Linked DNA regions of Muntiacus reevesi: all the other regions are linked to region 2. Evidence: chromatin contacts called from public Hi-C data. All regions are on one chromosome and are shown on one strand. The core of a region is the stretch at or near the end of the contact, and the rest is flanking DNA. Distances in the headings are between cores, read along the strand shown. Region 1 holds the start of PGM2L1 (phosphoglucomutase 2 like 1). Region 2 holds the start of PPME1 (protein phosphatase methylesterase 1). Region 3 holds the start of UCP2 (uncoupling protein 2).

Evidence for each region. Hi-C and Micro-C count contacts between places; a contact is called where the count stands out from the background.
Region 1: a Hi-C map of blood shows a contact between it and region 2, with 1.9 times the contacts expected there. The contact joins the promoter of PGM2L1 here to the promoter of PPME1 in region 2. A contact is called at or near these places in 2 of 3 Hi-C or Micro-C datasets (blood and muscle).
Region 3: a Hi-C map of muscle shows a contact between it and region 2, with 3 times the contacts expected there. The contact joins the promoter of UCP2 here to the promoter of PPME1 in region 2. A contact is called at or near these places in 2 of 3 Hi-C or Micro-C datasets (blood and muscle).

What each region holds. Positions count from the first base shown.
Region 1 is chr9:37,592,246-37,595,665 of mMunRee1.1, reverse strand. It overlaps PGM2L1 (phosphoglucomutase 2 like 1), which reads right to left and starts at 1,849. Exons shown (of 14, transcript XM_065944454.1): 1 at 1,458-1,849. The coding sequence starts at 1,568.
Region 2 is chr9:37,769,194-37,773,111 of mMunRee1.1, reverse strand. PPME1 (protein phosphatase methylesterase 1) reads left to right here and starts at 1,700. Exons shown (of 15, transcript XM_065943891.1): 1 at 1,700-1,940. The coding sequence starts at 1,840. C2CD3 (C2 domain containing 3 centriole elongation regulator) reads right to left here and starts at 1,499. Exons shown (of 33, transcript XM_065945598.1): 1 at 1,183-1,499. The coding sequence starts at 1,237.
Region 3 is chr9:37,923,891-37,927,512 of mMunRee1.1, reverse strand. It overlaps UCP2 (uncoupling protein 2), which reads right to left and starts at 1,594. Exons shown (of 8, transcript XM_065945601.1): 1 at 1,439-1,594; 2 at 482-638. It also overlaps the pseudogene LOC136175756.

The DNA.
Region 1 (3,420 bases), core at 600-3,099, 180 kb after region 2:
TGTGTGTACATATGTATTTTTTGTATAAATGGGCAAATCCTACAAAAAGGGTGTTAGCTCTCTAGTAGCTCATTCAGAACATTCTGGAGCCTTGCTACCCAAAGTGTGGTCCACAGACCAGCAGCATTGGTATCACTTGGGAGTTCATTATGAAGCAGAATCTCACACCACACCCCAGGCTTCATAAATCACAATCTGCATTTAAAGATCTCCAGGTGTTCTGCATGCACTTCAAGAGTTTGAAATGCACTGGTTTAGATTCCAGAGGAAGAATTAGAATGTCCAAGATACATATGACCACGTAATACTTAAACAAGTAATTGCATATTTGCTGGTCTTCCTTATTTGCTGACTTATTTTTGAGGGTAGGAACCCTTTCTAGCCTCCTCACCACTAGCGTACCCTGGACCCAACAGGCCCTGAAACATTACCCAATGCTCAATCGATATTTTTTGCTGAATGCATGAATGACTGAACAAAGTGAAAATAAAACTTTTTCAGAAGGCTAATAATCCTTTAGGAAGCTGAATAACATGATTTCACATATGACCACATTAATTCTTTAATTCAGTATTATTAATTCTATTTAAAATACGTTGCCGTCTCTACTTCAACAAACGCATTTAATATACTCGACAAAGCAAAAGCTTGGATAATTTTCCTCTATTGGAGCTAAGGGCCTCTTTTACAAGTGAGATGGCTGCATTTTAATACTAGCTCTCATATATCCATGCCATATGCCTCCGTAAGATGAAAACACCGCAACAATTTGGAGAGAGTACGGGTCGGGGAACAGAGGAGGAATGGATACAAGTCTGTATCATCGCATGAAACCTGGAAAACGTGATTTTTGGAAGAGGACACCTTCAGAAAATAACTTCTGGCCAGCGGAAAAAAGAGAACCCTTATCTTTCTCAAGAGCAAAAGGTGGTATTAGAGAATACACGGGAGCGGGAGCGATAAAAGACCAGCGACTACCTAGCGACGTAAGCTAGAAACACACCAGACCAGCGCTAAAGCAGATAGTGGTTAGATATCGTCCCAGAAGGTGGAAAAAAAAAACAACAAAAAACACCCACTTTCAGATTTGCAGAGAAGGAAGTCAAGGGAGAAGAAAGGGGAAAGGAAATCTCTCTATTAAGGGTATAACTTACAATGATGATGATGAAGATAATTTTTTTTTTTGAGAAAAGAGACACGACATACACTTGAAGGGGGGCGGGACGGGGGGAGGAAGGAAGGTAGTAATTTCTCGCCTTGCCCAGCTCAGATGGCCCCAGGGAGGCAGCCCAGGCAGAGGTGGGTGGCAACGCCCAGCTCCGCTAGCTCCCGCCGCCTGGCCTGAGCCATCTCCCCCAACAGCCTGCCGAGCACCGGGTGGGGACGGGCAAGGGCGTACACCGTGTGGGAGGACGTGCAGGAGGAGCGGGAGGATGCCCTGCCGACCAGGTACCCACCTTATCCCAACGGAGCCACTGCCCGATGGCTGTGTCTAGCTGAGGGTCCCCAGTGTGATAAGGGGCGTGGAGCAGGTTGGAGTTCAGGTCCCCCTCTGCGTTTTCAGTCATGGCAGCCAGTCTGGGGTGCGTGACTGGGGATCCAGCCAAGACACAGAGCTGGAGGAGCTTGACGTGCGCTCACCGGGATCTCGACGCCCCCTCCTCACTGAAAGGCATCGGAGACCAACCGCAGGACTTTTGTGCCAGGTCCTGCCGCAGCTTTGAGGAAACAGGAGAGAGGAGGGACGCGGCCGCCTACTTCCCACTAGACGAGCTCCTGGTCTCTCTGGGCGAACGGACTGAGGCGGTCCCACCTCGAGAGAACAACAGTCCCAGATGTCTGGGTTGTGGCCGCCGCCGCTACCGCCGCCCTCTCAGCTATAGGCCCCGCCCTCGCGCCTCTGGCCCCGCCCCTTCCCAGCCGATTTAAGCTCCCGGGACTCGAGGCGCGAGCCGGGAAGCGCGCTCCCGACGCCTTCCCAGCGGCGCGAGTTAGTACCCTGCTGCGGGGTGAGGAATAGGGGCAGGACCATTTTATTTCTTAATTTGCCTTTTTCCACATGTCTTATTCTTGTTACAATCCCCACCCACCCCCACGCGTCTCCTTTTCTGCACCAGACGCCATGTCCACCACTCTGAGCGCCCGTCGTTTTTTTTGTGAATGCCCATGGCGCGCGAAGGGCCCCTCCTGCTTCGTCTTGGGGAGCGCGCCTGGCGGGAGAGTGCGAGGGCTGTCCCCGCATGGCCTCACGGGAGTTGTAGTTCTTTTTTTTTCTCTCCCCCTAGAGGCGTGTAAAGACCACCGCAGACTACAACTCCCAGCAGCTCCTTGCCCTGCGTTTTCTCAAAGGAAAAAAGCTACACCTCTAGGCTGTTCCCTATAGAAACGCCCAGTCCGCGTTAGGTCCACTGCAGTTGTGTCCCTGGGCTTCAATTAGATTAAACACGGGCAGGTGCAGGAAGGGTACAGCTGATATCTATTCAGTGCTTTACAGTTTACGAATCGCCTTCTGTCGTCTAAACCATCGTGTGACGGAGTGAAAAGGAGGTGATCCATTCTCATTTTACACACAAAGTGGAAGCTGCCTCTGAGTGAACTGACTTTTTCAAAGAGGCGGAATTCAAAAGTAGTCGAACGAGCAATCCAACCTCATTTCAAGTCTCAGGTGGCAGATCATTTTGCTCTGCTGCTACAGTGGACTAGGAGGTAGGGAGAACAAGATAACTGGGGAGGGGGGGGGGCGGGGAAGCAACCAAGTTGTGAAAGAGGGAAGATGTGTCAGCATTTAACCATAACACAAGAATGAATTAGCGTTAGCGTGCAAAAAGCACTGGCAATAGGAATATGGAGCAAGAAGAAAGACTGAAAAGAAATAGTCTTAAATTTCTCTTTGTTTTGCCCTCCTCTCTTCTACAGAATGTTCACCTTTCAAGTCACAGAACAGGTGTGGGAGATGCTGACAAGTGCTTGCCTGTCATACACAGCTGCTCCTGAGTCTCTTGGTGTAGCTTCTTAAACAGTGGCTCTAGGATTTTAACCAAGTGACTCTTTCTTTCGTCAGTTTTTTGCAAGGAGAGTGTAATAGTATTTACACCTTGGCTGCAGTAACTTAAATGGCTTTAAAGTACTTGGAGGTTCACAGATAAAAGATATAATAAATTCAAAGAATTACTTTCCTTTAAAAATGCCATTTACCATAATAAAATCCCAAATACCAAGGTATAGAAAGATTGTAGTACCCATCCCTGAAAAATAGTGTGCCATAGTTGGGAATTACAGTTTTTGCTAGTCAGTTAAGTATTTCCTTTACAGAATCAGCAGGTTCTTTTATTCACACTAGGCCTGGGAAATACACATGAGTCCTGGAGAAAAATTCATCATTCACTATCATCACTATTATTGTCTGTGATGAATGTTAAG
Region 2 (3,918 bases), core at 451-2,950:
TTAAACAGCAGATAAGATTCATTTCTAGACTGCAGCTTTAGTCCTCAACCCAGGGGCCTAATGCACTATCACTATTCCAAATACCTCTTTGCCTATAATGTAAAAGGCAGAGTCACCCAGTTTTTGTTTCAAGGCAGCTCTGCAGAGATTCAATTTTGTTTCCTGATCTGCCCTGGGTTCCCAGGGTGACTATTCTTGCTGAAGCTAACATTCCCCTGGTCTCCTGGTGAGCTTGCGTCTCCTGAAGTGGACTAAACTGATAAAGTCCTCCTGTTAAACATTTTCACCATCTCAAATCCTTCAGAGATCTTCATATCCTCACCCCCTACCACACTGTCAATCCCCAGTCTTTATTTCTCTCTCCTCCATAACTGGCTTTTCTCTACTCCCATCTGTAGCCCTTCGTGATTCATAATTGCCTCACACCTCAGTCATTCAACTAACATTTATCGAGTCCTGTTGTGTGCTAGTTTTGGGGGATTCAGTAAGGCCTAAAACGTGATCCTTGCCTACTTAGGATTACCGACATACTCTCCAACTTGTTTTTCTTCCAGTCCCATAGGGACCTGCAAAGCTCTACGTCCCCTTTTCCTGCCCCCACACGTTTATGAAAAACATTCCTAAGTCACGAGGATTTAAGGTACAGCACAGTGACTATAACGGTAGTGTACTGTATATTTGAAGGTTGCTAAAGAGTAGATCTTAAACGTTCTCTTCAAAAGAAAAAAAAAAATTGTAACTATGTATGGTAACGGATGCTAACGAGACAACTGGCAATCATTTCGAAATATATACAAATATCCAATCCAAATGTACACCTGAAACTAACTTAATGTTATATGTTAATTATACCTCAATTTTTAAAAAGTAAAAACCAAAACAAAACCTACAATTTTTTCGTTCTCTTCCTTTGGAAGTATCTCCTTTTAGCCCTCCCCTCATTCAAGTCATTCACCCACTTTGCCCCCTAGTCCAGCCCCTATACCGTTTCCATTCGCTGGAGGGTCAAATGCTCTCTTTTAAGCTTCCGATGCCGTTGTTTATTTTCCCTCCGCAAATCTCTTCCCCGCTTTTTTAACAGGCGGCTGTGGGAGGTCTTCCTAGAAAGCCTAGCGCCCCGCTCCACGAACTCCGCCCAATCGCCCAACTACGCTTTCTTCCACCTTTGGTCGCTCAGATTACCTCTCTTCTTGCGGCTACGGCCTCCCCCAGGCCCCTGAACTTTTCGTTGCTTCATGACGATCCCGAGCTTTTCACCAACTCAACTACGGCTCCAGCACCTAAGCTGTAGCCTCCCGCCATCCCTTCCCAAGGCGCTAGCGTTCCCCGGCAACCGGCGCCGCTGGGCAGCCTGGGAGGCAGGAAGAAGTGGTTCTTTCTTTAACAGTCTCTGGAAAGCGACGAGAAAAGAAGGCGCCAAGACTCTTTCCCACCAGTAGACTACAACACCCAGGATGCTTTGCCACGCTACCTCTACAGGGTTGAACGCGGTTGCCTCCAACTGCGCAAGCGCAGGATGCCGTCTTTGAGGACTCCATTTCCCAGGGTACATAGGAGCGCTTCTCTTTCCGGCGAAGGTCGTGGAATTCTCTCGTAGGGGTCTGAAGGGTCAGAGACTCCGTTACCCAGCTCCCTTTGTAGAGTGTTCCTGCGCACTTCCGGTGGAAGTGCTGGGGCGAGGGGGTGGAGTTTACAGAGCCGGTGGGCGGTGCTGCCGGTAGCTGGGTGCTGTCTAAAGGCTACAGGGCGTCGCTAGGGGAGCGAGCTGTGACCGGTTGGGCCGCACTTAGCGTGGGACGAAGCTTCGGCTACTGTTCGACTACCTGTGGCTTGCCCTTCATGTCGGCCCTCGAGAAGAGTATGCATCTTGGGCGCCTGCCCTCTCGCCCTCCACTACCCGGCAGCGGGGGCAGTCAGAGCGGAGCCAAGATGCGAATGGGGTACGTGACCCGTACCCCTTCTCCCTAGAGGCCCGGCCCCGACCGTTGGAGAATGGTGGCTCTCGGCCTTTAGAGTGGCATGGCAAGGCAGGCTAAGGATTGAGAGAATGTTGGCGGCGGCCTGGAGACGTTTACATGAAGTAGAAGGCAGATCTGGGGACGAGGGGAGGCACAAGTCACTGGAAATTAAAGGGCAAATAGTATTGGAGGGAGACGGGAATGAGGCAGAGATTGAGGAAGCTGAGAAGATAGTTTAAGAGATGTATGAGGCACCTCAGAAGAACGGTTGGAGGTTTGAGAAAAGGAAAAAGAGTTGTGACAAACGTGGAGGGAAATCTTTCAGGGATGCTTGAGGGAAATGGGAAATGACTAAGTGAAAAGTTGAGGGAAATTAGGAGAAGAACTAGGGAAAGATTTGGGAGGAGTAAATCCTATCTAGTTTCTGTGAGAACTAGATAATAGAAAGAAGCTGGGGGAAACAGGGGACACCGGAGGCAAGGTTGGAGAAGGAAAGAGAACTAGGGAGCAGAAGGTTCTGGAGAGAGTTTCTAAAGGTGAAGAGGCATATTCAGGGAGTGAGCAAGTGACTTAGAGATTAGGTCTCCTAAGGGGTGCTGAGAAAGTGTGGGGAATAGGCCTAAGGAAAGATGGAGAACATAGCCAGGAAGACTGTTAGGGGTGACAGGAATGTGCTGAGAAGTAAGGGTAAGGAGTAAGGGGAGGAGTGATGAGGGAGAGCACGCAGGGGTTTAGAGAGTGACTGTGGGCTCCAGAGATTGAGAAATGAGTAGGAATAGGGTTTAACTCATGGCTTACTGCAGAGAGAAGGTCTGGAAAGGTTAAAGAGGAAGATTTGGGCAATTGATTTTTGCAGGGCAAGTAGGTCTGGTGGAAGTTATGTACTGGTCTGATAAAACTCAGTGAAGTGTTGAGAGTAGCAGCTTAAAATGTTTTGGGGAAAACCACCATTTACTGGAATGGGAGGAGTTGTGTTGGCTTTTGGAATTTTAGGTTGTTGAATGAGCTGGGCCAGGTTGGGGCATCTAAGATGTAGGAGAGAGAGTGTAATGAGTTGAACCTGGGAGAGGTAATTGCTCGAAAATAGGTAATTGATCAGGTAGTCGGTTTTGAGGTGTGTTTGTAGTATCAGACAGGATTCTGGAGACTAGTGACTGTAAGAGATAGAAAAAATATTTAGGTATGTGGTAATCAAGAGTGTGTATTTGGAATTCTAGAGATGGATTGATAGATATTCTTGGAATAAGGACAGGAGAAAAAAAATTTTAGGTTCTGAAGAAGTAACATGTACAAAAGCTTACCAAAAAGGAGACGAAGATAGGAGATACAGTGCTATGAAAACAGGTCCTAGGAATGGAGAGAAAGGAGAATCCTGTAAATTAAAACAGTAGGGTAGAGGGGTAGTGAGAATGATTGGAAAAACTGGGGAAGGAAACAAAGACTTAAGTGGAGACCTGACCATGGGACAGAGTAGAAAAATGAGAAAACCTTGACAGATGAAGGTAGAAGGTAGGTCAGTGAATGCACACAGTACAAAGAGGTGGCAGAAGGCTGCATGTAAGGTAAAATGAAGATTGTTTTGACTTTGGAAGACTAAGGTACGGCTGTAACATGATCATGGAGGATCTGGAAGCTGATCTGTAGTAGATTATTTGGGGGAAATTAACCTGGACTATAAAATTAATGTAGCATTTATTGTTGATATGTATCTTAGTTGCTGCCTTTTTCAATCTAAACTTTGGTCTTTCAGTATTCCAGTGCTCTTCTGTGAAAATACATAAAAATACTAGCTTTTTAATAACCATATGTGCTTCAGATAAGTTTAGAGCTTAGCTTCTCAACGTTAGCAAAACAAATTCTCTGAAGATGAAGAACTGAAGAAAAATGCTAAGAGAAAGTAAAATCTACTGATTAGTGTCCACTTCAGCAGCACATGTACTAAAGTCTACTGATTAGCTTA
Region 3 (3,622 bases), core at 345-2,844, 150 kb before region 2:
GGTCCCTGTGCTAAAGACCCTACTAAGAAGATTAAATTAAACTAAGGCCTAATGGGAAAGAATTAATCATATATTACTCACCAACAAATAACCACTTTCACCTGATTATCACAGTCTTAGGGACAGACCAAAACACACATCTGATTCCTAATTGAAATCTCAAGGGTAGTCAAAAGCTTGAGTCAACAATATGTATTTAGAACACTAGGTTCGCCTCTGTTGCTGATTTCCTGGAGCTAATCACTGTTCCACTGCGGCCTCACTGTCCTCCTCTGTAACATGGGGATTACACTCCTTGGCTTGTCAGGGTCAGTTTAAGGGCCAGAAGAAGACTAAGGATATAGGAAAGTGCTTTGTGAGCTCTAAGAGTGACTTTACGGGGATGGTGGTGCTAGTTATTTTTGTTAATATCCTACTGACCCTGTCCCCAGACCACCGGGCTGAGGCAGTAGAAGACTCCTCCCTTAGACTGGACTCTTACCCGGCTTTGTTGGGTCCCACGCTGAGGCCTTCAAGGTCAAGCTTCTCTAAAGATGTCCCGTTCTTCAAAGTTGCCAGTGGCTATCATGGCCTGATCCCTTTGGTTTTCCATAGAAAATGGTTGGTAGACGAAATACCTAATGGTCATACTATGTGTCCTGTAGAGCAAAGGAGGTGAGTTTAGAAAGGGAAATGGGCCTTAAAAGGACTACAAACCCAGTAAAAGGAAAAAGCCATCTGCCCAAGGCACCTTAGCGTATTCAGTCCTTGCCTGGGGGATGTGAGGGTAGGGAACAGGGTCCATTTCCCACAGGGCAGCTGGGGACTAAAGTCCACACAGTGGAGAAGAGGGACAGACACACGGGAGGAAGAGATGAACCCAGAAGTCCTCCCTCCCCGGTCTGACCTATTAGTATCACACATTGCTCTTTCAGATTTCTGCTTTAGTGTAATTCAGTACTCTGGGGAAGCATCCCACAACACAGCAGACTCTGGTGAGTGGACGTGCTGGAAGTGAGGTGGGGACGGGGCATCAGGATGGTTCAGAGACTAGGGTCCAGAGCAGGGCTTGAAGAGGTTAGAGAGGTTGGAATGGGCCCAGCGGAGGCCATATCAAGCAGCTCAAAGCTCCTACCAGCAGAAAGAGCTCTAGGAAGGCCTGTAGCCGCCTGGAATGGGAGAGGTCCTTCTGATCATCGCTGAAGGCCCCATACCCTGGCAGAGGAGAGGGCTTATATTACAGCCTTTTGAGCGCGAGAGGTAAAGAACAAAGGCAAGACAGGAAAAGAGTGAAAGAAGAGAGATTAAAAAAAAAAAAAAGACAAAACGGTAAAATACAAAATAGGGTGGGAGGCGAGGAGGGAAATTAAAGGTGGCGCGTGGGTCCCCTTGGCCGGAGTGGCGGGAGGAGGGCAGGTGTTGCGGGTGCAGGACTGGGGCGGGCCGGGGTCGGGCTCACCGGGCCGCAAGGAGAACAAGCGGGTACTGGCAGTTCTGTCGGTCGGCGGGCGGAGGGCGCGTCCACGGAGCGCAGACAGAACTCGATCCGAAGGCGCGGCCGGCGGGGCTTGCAGAGAGGTAGGAAGAGGGTGCCCTGAGACTTAGATCTCGGGGCGGAGCCTGCTGGGCGGGGGCGGAGCCTGCTGGGCGGGGCGGGGCCTACGGGCTCCGAGGACTGGGCGGCGACCCTTTAGCAGCAGAGACCGCCACGCCCAAGGTCGTCTTCGCGCCTTCTTTCACTCCCATTTCCGGGCTTCGGGCCCCGCGTCAGCCCTTTTGTACCCCATAGGGTTCCCCCTCGCCCCGCCAACCTCATTGTGAGGATGGCAAGACTGACGCGCGGGAAGAAGCAGAGGGCTGCCCAGGGTCATACACGCCTCTGGCCCCTAGCCGCGGCTCTAACAACGCCCAAAGGCTCGGGCAGAAGAGCACGCCGTGCTTTCACGGGCCCAGTTCGCTACCCGCAACTCGGCCACCCGTGTTTCTGCCAACCGCTCGCTCTCCCCAGGCGCCAGCGCGGGCTCTCTGGGGCGGGGCCTCCCGACAGGCCTCGCAGCAGCAGGTGGCCTGTCACCGCCAACGGCCGTTGGGCGCAGCTGCGTTTCCTGCCGCCTGAGGGCTCTGTCCTGGGTTCCCGGGGGACTTCTGGACGGGGCGGGGGTACCGACCGTGGCGCTCCCGCCCCCACTTACAGACGAGCCGACGGGCTGGCGCCCCTGGAGTGAAAAGCCGGAGTGAGAAGGCCGAACAGGGCTTGGATGTGCTGCGTGCTTAGGCCCCAGCATGAGAAAGGGATGGTAGGCGAGGAACCTGGCCCCTCAGGTGGCTGGTGGTCTTTTGGTGGTGAGACATGTAAACAACCGGTAATTGTGTCTTGTGGCCGGACAAACACGTGCACATGGAGTGTAGAAGGACTCTATGTTCGCCCTTGGACTCTTGTGTCCCTACTTTTGTGTACCTTCTGTCCCCCACTGCCTCTTTTCAGCCTTGTAGGCTGTCTGGGACTGTTGTGAGAAATTGTGGACGTTGTCTGCCATCCTAGTAAACAAAGTTGCCCACCGTCTCAGTTCTGTAATGCTCTGGCTATTAGCCACTGTAACCACCCAACCACAGTGAGCCCTGAGAGGAATTCGGGATGGAGGAAAACAGGAAGCATTCTGTGCTTTGGGTACTACTGGCCTTCCATAGTTAAGATGCATACCTAAGGAATAATTGAAATGAATCCAGATTATTACATTTTCCTGTATACAGAAAACCACTAAAATCATTAATTTGAGATGTCTGTTCTTTATGATTGACTAATTTTTTGATGTTCAACTACATTTTTTTTCCAGCAAAATATTTATCTTGGCTTTTCTCTTAACCTCTTTTAAATATGTCCTCAAAGGTATCTGAGAGGCCCTCTCGTGGGCTATCTCCTTCAGTAAGATTCCCGGGTAAAGTTTAACTGGTTACTTTCAGGTGTGTGTTTTTCTTCAATTGCAGCTGTTTGGCCTGCTGTTGAAAGTACCCTGGAAGGTGTAATGGGAGGATCTGGGAAGATGAACATTTAGTGTGTGCAGTTACTATGTTCAGGTTCCTTGTGGACACTTCTGCATAACCCTGTGAGGCTGGTATAACCTATGATCTACAAATGAGTGCCAGAGAGGTTAAATCATCTGCCTGATGTCACACTTTCCTAAGTCCAGTACTTGTGCTCAGTCGACCCATTGCCAGCCCATGGAATGTAGCTCACCAGGCTCCTCCATGGGATTTTCCCAGGCAAAAATACTGGAGTGGGTTGCCATTTCCTCCTTCAGGGGATCTTTCTGACCCAGGGGTTGAACCCATATCTCCTGCATTGTAGGTGGATTCATTGCCATCTGAGCCACCAGGGAAGCCCTGGCAGATTAATTTACCACTGAGCCACACGGGTCACAATGTTAGGAAATGGTGAACCATGGTTTAAGCCCAACTCAATCAGCTCCATTCGGGTATTTTCCATAAGCAGAGGGAATTGTCAGCCAGGAGACTATAGCTGGAAGGGGACTGGATAATTATAGCAAAAAAGAAAATACACAGTGAGCACATGTTCCTGGAGGAAATTGAAATCAAGCCAAAAATTTACTTCTGGCACTGGAGTCTCCCATTCACTGCTGGCCTA